Regions from separate parts of the Triticum aestivum genome. Here region 2 is linked to region 1. Evidence: chromatin contacts called from public Hi-C data. All regions are on one chromosome and are shown on one strand. Each heading gives the region's core, a stretch centred on a gene start, on an enhancer-like site or on the middle of the called end of the contact. The rest is flanking DNA. Distances are from core to core; before and after follow the strand shown. Region 1 holds the start of LOC123040378 (protein EARLY RESPONSIVE TO DEHYDRATION 15). Region 2 has its middle 280 kb from the start of LOC123040428.

The links. Hi-C and Micro-C count contacts between places; a contact is called where the count stands out from the background.
Region 2: a Hi-C map of leaf shows a contact between it and region 1, with 4 times the contacts expected there. The contact joins the enhancer-like site here to the promoter of LOC123040378 in region 1. A contact is called at or near these places in 2 of 5 Hi-C or Micro-C datasets (both in leaf).

Annotation. Positions count from the first base shown.
Region 1 is chr1A:126,146,880-126,152,724 of IWGSC CS RefSeq v2.1, reverse strand. It overlaps LOC123040378 (protein EARLY RESPONSIVE TO DEHYDRATION 15), which reads right to left and starts at 2,664. Exons shown (of 3, transcript XM_044463245.1): 1 at 2,418-2,664; 2 at 1,979-2,255; 3 at 1,508-1,852. The coding sequence starts at 2,228. The coding sequence ends at 1,707.
Region 2 is chr1A:126,613,439-126,619,283 of IWGSC CS RefSeq v2.1, reverse strand. It overlaps the pseudogene LOC123040435. Among protein-coding and RNA genes, the nearest start is that of LOC123040428, 280 kb to the right of the region's middle. Within about 2 kb of position 3,058, at least 2 of the 8 cell types and tissues checked have an H3K27ac peak or open chromatin away from gene starts, as enhancers often do. A contact at or near this core is called in leaf, where this site is marked.

The DNA of each region.
Region 1 (5,845 bases), core at 1,415-3,914:
TCTGTTCCATCTCCTCCCTCTATCTCTCACCCCTCAATCCCGTCCAACCCACCGCCGGAGCCATGCCGCCGGCGTCAACAACCTTCCTGCTCACCTTCTCTCCCTTCGGCGAAGCTCCAACACAAATCCTAGGACCCATGTGAGAGATCCATCGCGGGGCATCGCTGCTCCAAAGGGGGGCGACGGTACGGTGTGGCCACCGGAGCTGCAGAAGACGATGGTGTTGGAGGCGGGTCACCACTCGCCGCACATGCTGCAGTGGGGAGGTTGAGGAGAGGAGCATCACAACATCGGGCCTCGAGAGCTCTGTCGCCACCGCGTCTGCATCGCAGCATCGCTGTCGCCGGCTCGCCGCACTGTTGTGTCACAACATCCGCCATCGCGGTCGCCTGATTCGCCGCAGCACCTCGACGCCATCGCGTTGCGCTGCAGTGAAGCTTCGGCGGCACCAGTCTGGTGCTGCGGTGGAGCTTTGATGGGGCAGGCGGGCAGCGGTGCTGCGATGGAGCACGGCCGCGTGGTGGTGGTGACGCTGCAATGAAGCTTCGCCGGTGGCTGTCGGGGTGCTACCATGGAGCACGGCTGAGGTTGCAATGAAGCTCCGGCGAGGTTGCAATGAAGCGCCACGACGATTGTTGGAGCTCCGGCGAGGTTGCAGTGAAGCGTCGCGGCGGTCGTTGGAAGCTCCGGCGAGGTTGCAATGAAGCACCGCCGACGTCGGCGGTTCGACAATGCTTCATCACAGCACCACGGATCGACGGTCCGGCGACGCTCCACCGTAGCAGCGACGACCCCCAGTGATGTTTCATTGCAGCTCCACCACGGCACCATCAGCCAAGTGATGCTCCATTACAGCAGCGGCGACCTCCGGCGATGTTCCATTGCAGCTCCACCATGACACCGACCATGCTGCATGCGGCCGACGGCAAGCGCTGCTTGCTCTGATCTCGGTAGCGTCTGCCATTGAACGGTTTGTATCAGTTAATGTCGCGGGGCTGTGGACGTGCTGTGATGCGGTGATACAAACTGATGGCCTTGATTAATCATATCTTGTTCCATTGCAGCTCCACCACGACACCGACCGTGCTGCATGCGGCCGACGGCAAGCGCTGCTTGCTCTGATCTTGGTAGCGTCTTCCATTGAACGGTTTGTATCAGTTAATGTCGCGGGGCTGTGGACGTACTGTGATGCGGGGATACAAACTGATGGCCTTGATTAATCATATCGGACGGTAGATAAGGCGGCTTATAACTGCAAGTTATAAGCCGGATGACGCCTAGCAGGCGCCTTTTTTCCTTCCTCTATCGTACGAGGGGAGGTTGAACGAGGGCGGAGGGGTCGGGGGAGATTGGATCATGGGACGGGGTGTTCGTGGGGTCGGGGTTGTTTTTTATCTCCTCTTTTTTCTGGCTCCTTTTTCTGACGTACGTGGGGTGAAAAAGGAGCGAGGAGCGAACGAGGCTGAACCATCACACGCACTGAGCAGAACATAACTTGCAAGGCAAATCACACTGAACATCGGTTGCATTTTGTTGCCTTTTTCTTAGGTCATTTCATTTCTACGTACTTAATATAATATACAAACGGACACCACTACTTACTACTAGTAGAAGAAGACTTGAAAGATGAGACGGCGGCGGCAGCCAGAGCAATGCATCACTGCAGGCGCAGGATTTGCTCGATTCTTGAAGCTTGACATCCCAACCTAGCGAGGCTGGTGGATGAAGCGCGGTGCGCCACCGCTCCTCGGGCTGCCGGCGTACTTGGTGGGCTTCTCGGTGTACCTAGGCTTCTCCGAGAAGCCACCCTTTGGGCTTGGGGACGCCAGGCTCAGCGCCTTGAGCACCCCGTCTGCACATACAGAAGCACATACGTGATGAGCTCACTGCAGTCTTGCTTCATCTTTTACTTGAGCGCTCATATCATATACAGTACTGTACATGTATAGGCGTGGAGAGTGAATTGGTCGATACGTACCAATCTTGAGTGCCGCTGGCGGCTGCGGCTGCGAAGCCTCGACGGCGATGGCGTCCTCGGCCTCCAAGGCCATGAGGGAGTCGACCATATCGTCGAGCTGCTGGTGCTGGTGGTACCAGTGGTCGCGAAACCAGGCGGTGGACTTGACGAGGTCCCACCACTGCGGTGAGAAGTCCTCCACCTGCTGGAACGCTGCCGGGATGAAGAGCGGGGCCTCCGGGTTAAGCGACGACGCGACCATGGCGCTCATGGTCTCCCTGTTGCTCTTGGTCTGTTCCTGGTCGGATCAAAATCAAAACCACGCAGAGACCAGCGACCGGATCCAGTCGTGAGTTGGCGTCGCGAAACAGAGATGAAAAAGGTTGCAGATCAAGAAACTAGAGCGCGGTCCTCGGCAGATCTACAAACGGGACAGAGACGGTTCTTGGTGCACGCATACCTTGGATTGGGGTTGGGGATCGCAGGAGCAGGGTCGGTTGGGGATCGCAGGAGCAGGGTCAGGATAGAGAATCTGGATCTGGATAGTGGACCGCCGGGTGTTGGGTTGGTTTGTGAGTGGGAACGATGGGATTTTTATAGCACTGTGACCGATCGAGGCCTAGAGGATGGATGGAAGGAAGGTGCGACCGAGGCTTCCTTGTTGGCGCTGGCTGGGTCGGACGCAGCTTCCAGCCGGTCGTGGCACATCAGACGAAAAATACTCACGCGCAACACAAGAGTGGACCGCCGACGAAATCGCTCATGCTTGCCACGGGCCATTGACTCACACGGAGCAGCCACACACACACGCTCATGGGAAGTGCATAAATTTTGGGCCGGTCTAGTGCACAGTCATCCGATTAGCGCGCTTAGTTTAGGCCAATTAGTCTGTGCAATGTCCTATACAATATTGCGGGCGCGGCCAAGGTCCTTGCTAACCGATGCCGGAAATTCACTTTGGCTCATAGGTGTATATGCACCCATTATCTAAATACAAAATTTATAAAGTTAAAAAAATTTAAGAAAAAATCACACGTATAAATCCGGACATTATATGTGGGTGCACCAAGTTTCGGAGAAAAGGGACATTTTTGGTTTGTGTAAAAAAGACAATTTTTGATGCTTGATTATAGCTATTCATGAGGCATTTTTTTTAATTTTTCACACATGCCACAAAAAACGTCCATTTTCACCAAAAATTTGTGTGCGACCATAGGATGTCCAGATGTACACGCGAGATTTTTCTTGAATTTTTTTAAAATTTCAAAATGTGTTTTTATACATATTTCATAATAGGTGTATCTACACCTAGGAGCCAAAACGCCACTCTCCGATTAAAAAGTGTTCTATCCATTATTATCTCTAAGGAACAAAGTGCATTTGTCAAGGGGAGACTTATCACTGATAACGTCCTAGTGGCGTATGAGTGTGTACATGCGATAAGGAAGAGAAAAAGAAAGAAGCCGTTATGTGCGGTTAAGTTAGACATGATGGATCATGTGGATTGTGGAGTGGTCTTTTTTGCATAATATGATGACACAATTTGGATTTTCTCAGGCATGGACAGCCATGGTCATGAGATGTGTTATGACAGCAAGGTTATGGTGAAACTGAATGGCGATGCGCCGGATAGTTTCCTCTCATCGAGGGCTTCGACAGTGTGATCCTCTATCATCATATCTATTCCTCTTTTGTGTTGAGGGTTTTTCAACTCTTCTAAAGAAAGCTCAACAAGAAAAGAAAATTCATGGGGTCTCTTTTGGGCATCGCTTGGGGGAACCCAGACGAGGTGGAGGCACTGATCAAGAGGATCAAATGGTCGTCCAGTCAGAAGAACCTCCAGCTGGCTGACGTGGTCAACGTCATGCTTCATTGCTGCATCCTCCCACTGTCGTGGGAACGATTCCAACAATAGTAAGGGGTAGGGTAAAGGAGCATGATCTATCGAGATGCAGACGGGTGACACAAATGATTTTAGCGAGTTCGGGCCTCTCACGGTGGAGATAACAATCATATGTCTCGTGCTTCGGAGAGGCTTTCTTTTATCTATCATGAAGTGTATTTGTGTGTGAGAGAGGGGAGAACGGATCTCCATGCATGAGCTAAGTCTTGAGACTAGTGGTGAGGGAGAGAGAGATGAGAGCAGGGGCCCTTAGCTACGTGTGGCCTATATAGAGTGTGCTACCCCTAACCTCTTATGTTACAAAGTGGAGCATTGATGCCATAATGCCAGCCTACTACTAGGATGATGCTTTGACTGCCTTGCCGACCGTTGGTCTTCGCATATCCAAGTGAGTCATACGTCTGAGTGGTTGCCTGTCATCCGAGTGGATGGTACGTCGATACGTCCGAGTGGATAGTATGTCTGGATGAGATTTATCTGGACCCACTTGATGTGTGGACCCCATGATTTATGATATTTTTATCCTTTGTGGACCTACTTGTTATGTATATCCCCAACATTAGCCCCCGTATCGGTTGCAATTTTGCAGAACGAGTTTGTGAAAGACACAATTTGGCCCGAGTGATTACAGAAATACTCGGACGTGCTTTCAAACAACCAAGGTATGAACAAAATCTCAATGGATTCTGGCACTGCACTTCCCGACTGATCTGGGGTAAGTGGCCGCGAGGAGCAACTTGGCGACAGCCGTTCATCTCTTGAAAGAGGTTAACTCATGATCAGAGTATGGGTGTGTCATTAAATATGGGCAACAAGATTGACGCATGGACTGCTCTCTCATAGAGATGCCATTCTTATCCCGGAGGAACGTCAATACGAGACAGTTCTAGATCAAAACTTATGAGTTTCACGCTTTGAGTCCTGGAAGAAGGCTCAAAACAGGTCCACGGAGGAGCATTAAACTCACCTTATAGCAATTTTTTGAGTGATCTGGAGCAGGTCCTGCATCGAGTAACATATTACTCGGGATTTTGCTCTATGGGTGCATGATCAGCGCACCCATAGGGTGTATCCCCTGAGACTCCGAATGATTGATGATAGTCGGTTATGTTGGGGAACGTAGTAATTTCAAAAAATTTCCTACGCACACGCAAGATCATGGTGATGCATAGCAACGAGAGGGGAGAGTGTTGTCTACGTACCCTCGTAGACCGAAGCGGAAGCGTTGACGCAACGTAGAGGAAGTAGTCATACCTCTTCCCGGTCCAACCGATCCAAGCACCGTTACTCCGGCACCTCCGAGTTCTTGGCACACGTTCAGCTCGATGACGCTCCCCGGGCTCTGATCCAGCGAAGCTTCGGGGAGGAGTTCCGTCAGCACGACGGCCTGGTGACGATCTTGATGTTCAACCATCGCAGGGCTTCGCCTAAGCACCGCTACAATATGACCGAGGTGTAATATCGTGGAGGGGGGCACCGCACACGGCTAAGGAACGATCATGAAGATCAACTTGTGTGTTCTAGGGTGCCCCCCTGCCCCCGTATATAAAGGAGCCAAGGGGAGGGGGCGGCCGGCCAAGGAGGGCGCGCCAAGGGGGAGTCCTACTCCCACCGGGAGTAGGACTCCCTTCTTTCCTAGTTGGAGAAGGAGAAGGGGGAAAGAGGAGGAAGAGGGAAAGGAAAGGGGGGGGGGGGCGCCGCCCCCCTTCCCTTGTCCTATTCGGACTAGGAAGGGGAGGGGCGTGTGGCCACCTCTTGCCTCCTTTCCTCTTCTCCCTTAAGGCCCATGTAGGCCCAATAACCCCCCGGGGGGTTCCGGTAACCCCCCGGTACTCCGGTAAAATCCCAATTTCACCCGGAACGATTCCGATATCCGAATATAGGCTTCCAATATATCGATCTTTATGTCTCGACCATTTCGAGACTCCTCGTCATGTGCATGATCACATCCGGGACTCCGAACAACCTTCGGTACATCAAAATAC
Region 2 (5,845 bases), core at 1,809-4,308, 470 kb before region 1:
GGCAAGGTTCCCGCGCACAAGCTTTTGATCCTCATTCTCCTTTTTGCCAGCAGGCTTTCCTCCAGAGCCAGTGTATATTATTTCACCTGAGCTCGACAAGTCGTCAGGGTAACCTCCAGACGCAACAATGCTTATGGCAATAGGCATATCATTAATATCCTTTGTGGTGTCAATGCCTCCTTGGTATGGGCGGTGAAGACCAACAATGGCCAACTCTACTCTGTATAAACATTCATCACCAATTTCAACACCAGGAACTTTACCTACAATAGGCCCCTGCTTGGTAAAGCCCGGTAATTTTCTGATTAGCTTATCAGCGGCAAGATCAATTCTACGGCTCTTCAGCGAACCTTGTTCCACAGCTTGAACGAGAGTCCTGCATATAAACTGAAACCTTCTGCAAATCATCCTGACTTTGCTCCGAGCATCAGCGGTCTGACCACCATGTTGCATGTGACGCCATGAGGGATCATTGAGGTACATCTCAAACTTTCCTTCATGAACAGCTATTGCATTCAAAACTTCATCATCTTCCAAGTGGGAAGCCTCTTCATGCTTCAATTTTTCCTTGCTAGAAATGGTATTCATGGGAAGATATTTACTTTGAGCTGGACCTTTTATCTTTAACTTCTTCCTGGGAGCAAAGGATTCGCTCATAGTGACAACGGACTCCTTCTCCTTGCCCATAGAACACGGTCTATCCAGATTAACCAGCGCGGACTTATGATTTGCTTCAACAGGTAACCGAAATGTTTTTCTAGCTGTGAATGATACCATACGTCTCATGATACCGTCGCCATGTACCCCTGCTGCCACATCAAGAGATGCCCTTTTCATGCTATAACTTTCAGACACTTCCTTATCCCCAAGATATTCTTTCAGAGGATCTTCAGGAGAAGGTTTACTAGCACCCTTGGATGGATTGCCTTGTTCAGGAGAAGGTTTTCTAGCTGTGAATGTTACCATACGTCTCATGATACCGTCGCCATGTACCCCTGCTTCCACATCAAGAGGTGCACTTTTCATGCTACAACTTTCAGACACTTTCTTATCCCCAAGATATTCTTTCAGAGGATCTTCAGGAGGAGGTTTACATGCACCCTTGGGTGAATTGCCTTCGCATTTGTTCATCACCTTGAGATCTTCAGCAACTTCCCATGATACACTCTCTCCCTTGTGCTCCAGCATGTTCACAGGGATCTTCTCATTAGAAAAATGCCTCACAGAAGGTTCCGCATCTACCATTGACGGCACAACACACTCAAGGGTACCAGCTGTAAGCTCATGCAGGCTATTGTTGTGAGTAACTGGGTTCTCTTGGAGGACATGGTCAGGCTCCGTACGAATCTCACCTTCTTCCAATTCCTGTACCTCTACTATCACATCCAAAGCATTCTTGCTGACCGCTTCTGTAGTATCCCCAAGATGTTCTTTCAGAGGACCTTCAGCAGAAGGTTTACTAGCAGCCTTGGGTGAACTGCCTTCGCATTTGTTCATCACCTTGAGATCTTCAACAACTTCCCATGATACACTCTCCCCCTTGCGCTGCAGCATGTTCACTGAGATCTTTTCATCAAGTCCATCAGCCGTAAGCTCATGCATGATATTGCTGTGAGTAACTGGAAACTCTTGGAGGACATGATCAGGCTCCGGAGGAATCTCACCCTCCTCCAGATCCTGTACGTCTACTATTGCATCCAAAGCATTCTCGCTGACCGCTTCTATAGTGTCCATGGCACACACATTGGAACGCCGGCCGTCCTCCAATGCACCCAAATCACCAGCAGGAGGCAGGGCTTCGAAGTGCAAACTAGACTCACCACCTCCTCTGCTTGCAAGTGAAACCACCGCGTCCCTCCCGCAGCCTGGAGGGAAGCGGCGGTTGGCAGATATCACCCTCCGCTTGGCTAGCAATCGCGAGATTGGCCGTGTCCTTCCCCTGTCTTTCACCACCAAATCAGCACCTCTTTCTGTGCCATCCGAAGATTTCACCGCCGCAGCCTCTGGACCCCGATGATCCCCATCTGACACTGGAGCGCCACCATCAGAAGCAGTCACCTTCTCCAGCACACGCACACCAGCATTGCCAGGCGCAATTTGCAGCGGCAAGCCACACTCCTCTCTGGCACTGCTGCCCGCGGGACGAGCACCACTGGAAGGTGCAGTTACAACCGGCAAACCGTCGTCGTCGCCGCCCACGATCAGAGGCGGCGCGTCCCTCCCGCAGCCAGGTGGAAAGTGTCGCACGGCGGACACGGCCCTCCGCTTGGGCGGCGGATGCGTGGGGAACTCCAAACCCCTCTTCCTCTGTAGTTCGCCGCCTCCACATCCCCTCTCCTCCAGAGCCACCAGGCCAGAAACCCCCGCCGCACTGTCCCCGACAAAATCGCCGGATACCGTGACGTCATCCCCTCCCGCCGCAACCGCAACCCCAACCGTCACCGCCACCTCCTCGTGCTCCGCTCCGTCACCGCCCCCTTGGCGTCGCCCACGGGCCACCTCCACCTCGCTGCGCACCCGCACGTCGCCCCCGCCCGCGGCGAGAGGATAAGGAGGAGGAAGTGGATGCGGCGAAGGTCAAGGAAGCGCGGCCATGCATCCACCGCAGAGCTGTGGAAAGCAGCGCTCCGCGGACACTGCCGTCGGCTTCGGCGGCCGCGCGGCGTGGAACATCTCGTCGCGGCGGTCAGTCCCGCCGGTCGATCGACGCGCCTTCAAATACCCCAGCCGCGCACAAGTGGCGAAAAATTAAAACCCGAATCGCAAACCGTTACGACACGACGGTGCAAAACGAAGCGGGGGAGGGGGCCCGGGGACGGCTGGAGCGTGCTCACCTGGCGGACGGCGGCCGACGGCGGAGGCGGCGGGGACGCCGGCGAGGTCGGGCTCGGTGGCGCGCCGGGGTAATGTGGGGATGGGGAGGGAATGCCGGACTGGTGCGGGTCCCTGCGCTCGGGTTTTGATGAGAAACGCTCTCTTCGCCGGCTCGCACACACTGGTTGGTTTGACAGGTGTCGGGCTCGGGTGACCGGGCTGGCAAGGTCGGAGTTGGACTTTGACTCGAGCCTGTGGTGGACTGCACTGGACCGGCTCGTCTCCGCGCGAGCCGCAAGGCGCAACGGCTAGCTTTGCTTTGCCGAGGGTGTGTGTGTGGCGTGCGTGACCCAACGATTGATTTTTCTGTTGTGGAAATAATGACCCTTTATTTTAGAGAAATCATCCACCTAGCCAGCCGTCTGATGCAAAGGACCCCAACCGTCGGATCGTTGCTCACAGAACGCACGCTCCAGCACAACCCATGACTCTGCAGTACTGCGTTATCCACTTATCCTTCGTGCTCACAACAGTCCCACCAGCCATCGGCGACTGCCCCTGGCGGCACTGCATGCCATGCTGCCATGTTCGCCAGAGCGCCGGGTGTGACTCGGAGCTGCCCGCCATTTGTAGCACCGGAGTCCAGGTGATGCTCCATCACAGCATCAGCGGCCTCGGTGACGCTCTATTGCAGCTCCGACGCCCCATGACGTTCCATTGCGACTTCATCGCTGTACCGCACGGCCCCGATGCTCCATTGCAACTCCGGTGGCTCCGGCGATGCTCCATTGCACCTCCGACTGCCCGGTGATGCTCCATTACAGCTTCATCGGTGCACCGCGCAGCCCCGGCGATGCTCCGTTGCAGCTCCGGCGGCTACGGCGATGCTCCATTGCACCTCCGGCTGCGCCAGTGATGCTCCATTGTAGCCCCGGCGCCCCGGCGATGCTCCATTACAGCTCCATGAGTGCACCACACGGCCCCGGCGATGCTCCATTACAGCTCCATGAGTGCACCACAGGGCCTCGGCGATGCTCCATCCTAGCTCCGGCGGCCCCCATTGCAGCACTTTCATTTGACCTCAATGCAGCGGCGTGGTCTCTTGTTACACCGGGTAGTAGCGTCCACGGCTGGCCTGCAGCATGGGCCGATGCCCCTTCATGGCAACAGAAAACCATGCAGTGCCGCCGCGCAAGCGGGTGACGCGGGCTTGCAGCACATCCCCTCGTCTCCCTCTGCAGTCGCGGCGCCCCACGACAGATTTCTCACTTGGGTGCCCCGATTTGCAGCAAGGGGCTCTGATTTGGGAGGTGGCAACGAATTTTTATAGATGGGAGAGGAGGTGAGTGTGGTGCTGGTTGGTGGTGGCGGCATGGCCGCCTGCTGCGGTGGTGGAGGATCCGATGAGAGAGAGAGAGGGGCGTTCTCAGCAGGCCCCCGTCGCAGATTTAGGCGGCGGCGCTGTGGAAGGGGCTTCAAGGGAGTTGCCGGAGTGGAGGATAGAAGAGTACGAAGTGGTCAAACACAGGGAGGGAGAACATGTGGGTGTGATTCGCGGCATGAGATAAGGCACGAGAGAAAGCGGTGCCTGGGTCCATACCGAGACGCGTGGCGATCGTGGGGAGCGGCTGATTTGTTCCCAGAAATCAGTCGGGCAATTTAAAGAGATTTCCTTTATTTTATGTCGGGAAAATAATAGCAATGATTTTTTTGACGGATAATATCAATGATTTATGGAAAACATTCAAAATAATCCGACTTACGTTTCTCTCGTGCAAACCGCCTGGAGCGAACGACACGTGTCCCGCCCAACACACCGCTCGCAACCACCCTCGAGCCTTATCTCTTCGGCTCCACACGTTCTCCCCCACTCGCTTCTTCTTTTTCCCCTTCTTGTGTCGTCACAAGCGAGAAAAGGGCCTGAGGTTGGTGCTGGAGCATGAAGGAGGAGGTCGGAGGCTGGCGCCGCTCTTCGCCGGTGCTGTAGTGCAACACGGGGAGGCCGGAGGCGGGTGTCGCTCATCGTCGGAGGGAGTTGCGTCCCCGTGGATCTCTCAACGGCGGCGGAGGTGTTGTGTGGCACAAGCGGCGCCATGGAGCTCGCCGGAGTGGTGCTACAATGGAGGTCTCGCGCGGCGGCTCCTGGTGCTACGTTGCGGCGCTCACCGGCGGGTTGTCGAGCTGCAGTGCAGCGCTCGGTGCCTGAGCTCGCCGACGCTCTAAGTGCAGCACAAGCGGTGATGCGACCCCCGTGGGGCTTGCCGGGTGCGCTGCTGCAATGGAGCTCTCGCCGGCAGCTCCCGATGCTCCGTTGCAGCGCTCGTCGGCGGGGTCGAAGCTGCAGTGCAGCAGCTCGGTGCTCCAATGGAGTTCTCGCCGGCCGCTCCCGGTGCTCCGTTGCAGCCCTCGTCGGTGGGGTCGAAGCCGCAGTGCAGCACCGGTGCTCCAATGGAGCTCTCGCCAGCCGCTCCCAGAGCTCCATTGGAGCTCTCACCGGCGGCTCATCGGAGTTGTGATGCAGCGGCCAGCGACTCCCGGTGCTCCAATGGAGCTCTCGCCGGCAGTTCTCGGAGCTGCGATGCAGCGGACGGCGGCGGCGCCAGTGTTGCAACGCATAGCAAATTCTACGGTGGGTGAATAAATTACTGTCGAGCAATTGATAGAAAAGCGTATAGTTATGAGAATATCTAGGCATGATCATGTATATAGGCATCACGTCCGCGACAAGTAGACCGAAACGATTCTGCATCTACTACTATTACTCCACACATCGGCCGCTATCCAGCATGCATCTAGAGTATTAAGTTCATAAGAACAGAGTAACGCATTAGGCAAGATGACATGATGTAGAGGGATAAACTCAAGTAATATGATATAAACCCATCTTTTTATCCTCGATGGCAACAATACAATACGTGCCTTGCTGCCCCTGCTGTCACTGGAAAAGGACACCGCAAGATTGAACCCAAAGCTAAGCACTTCTCCCATTGCAAGGAAGATCAATCTAATAGGCCAAACCAAACTGATAATT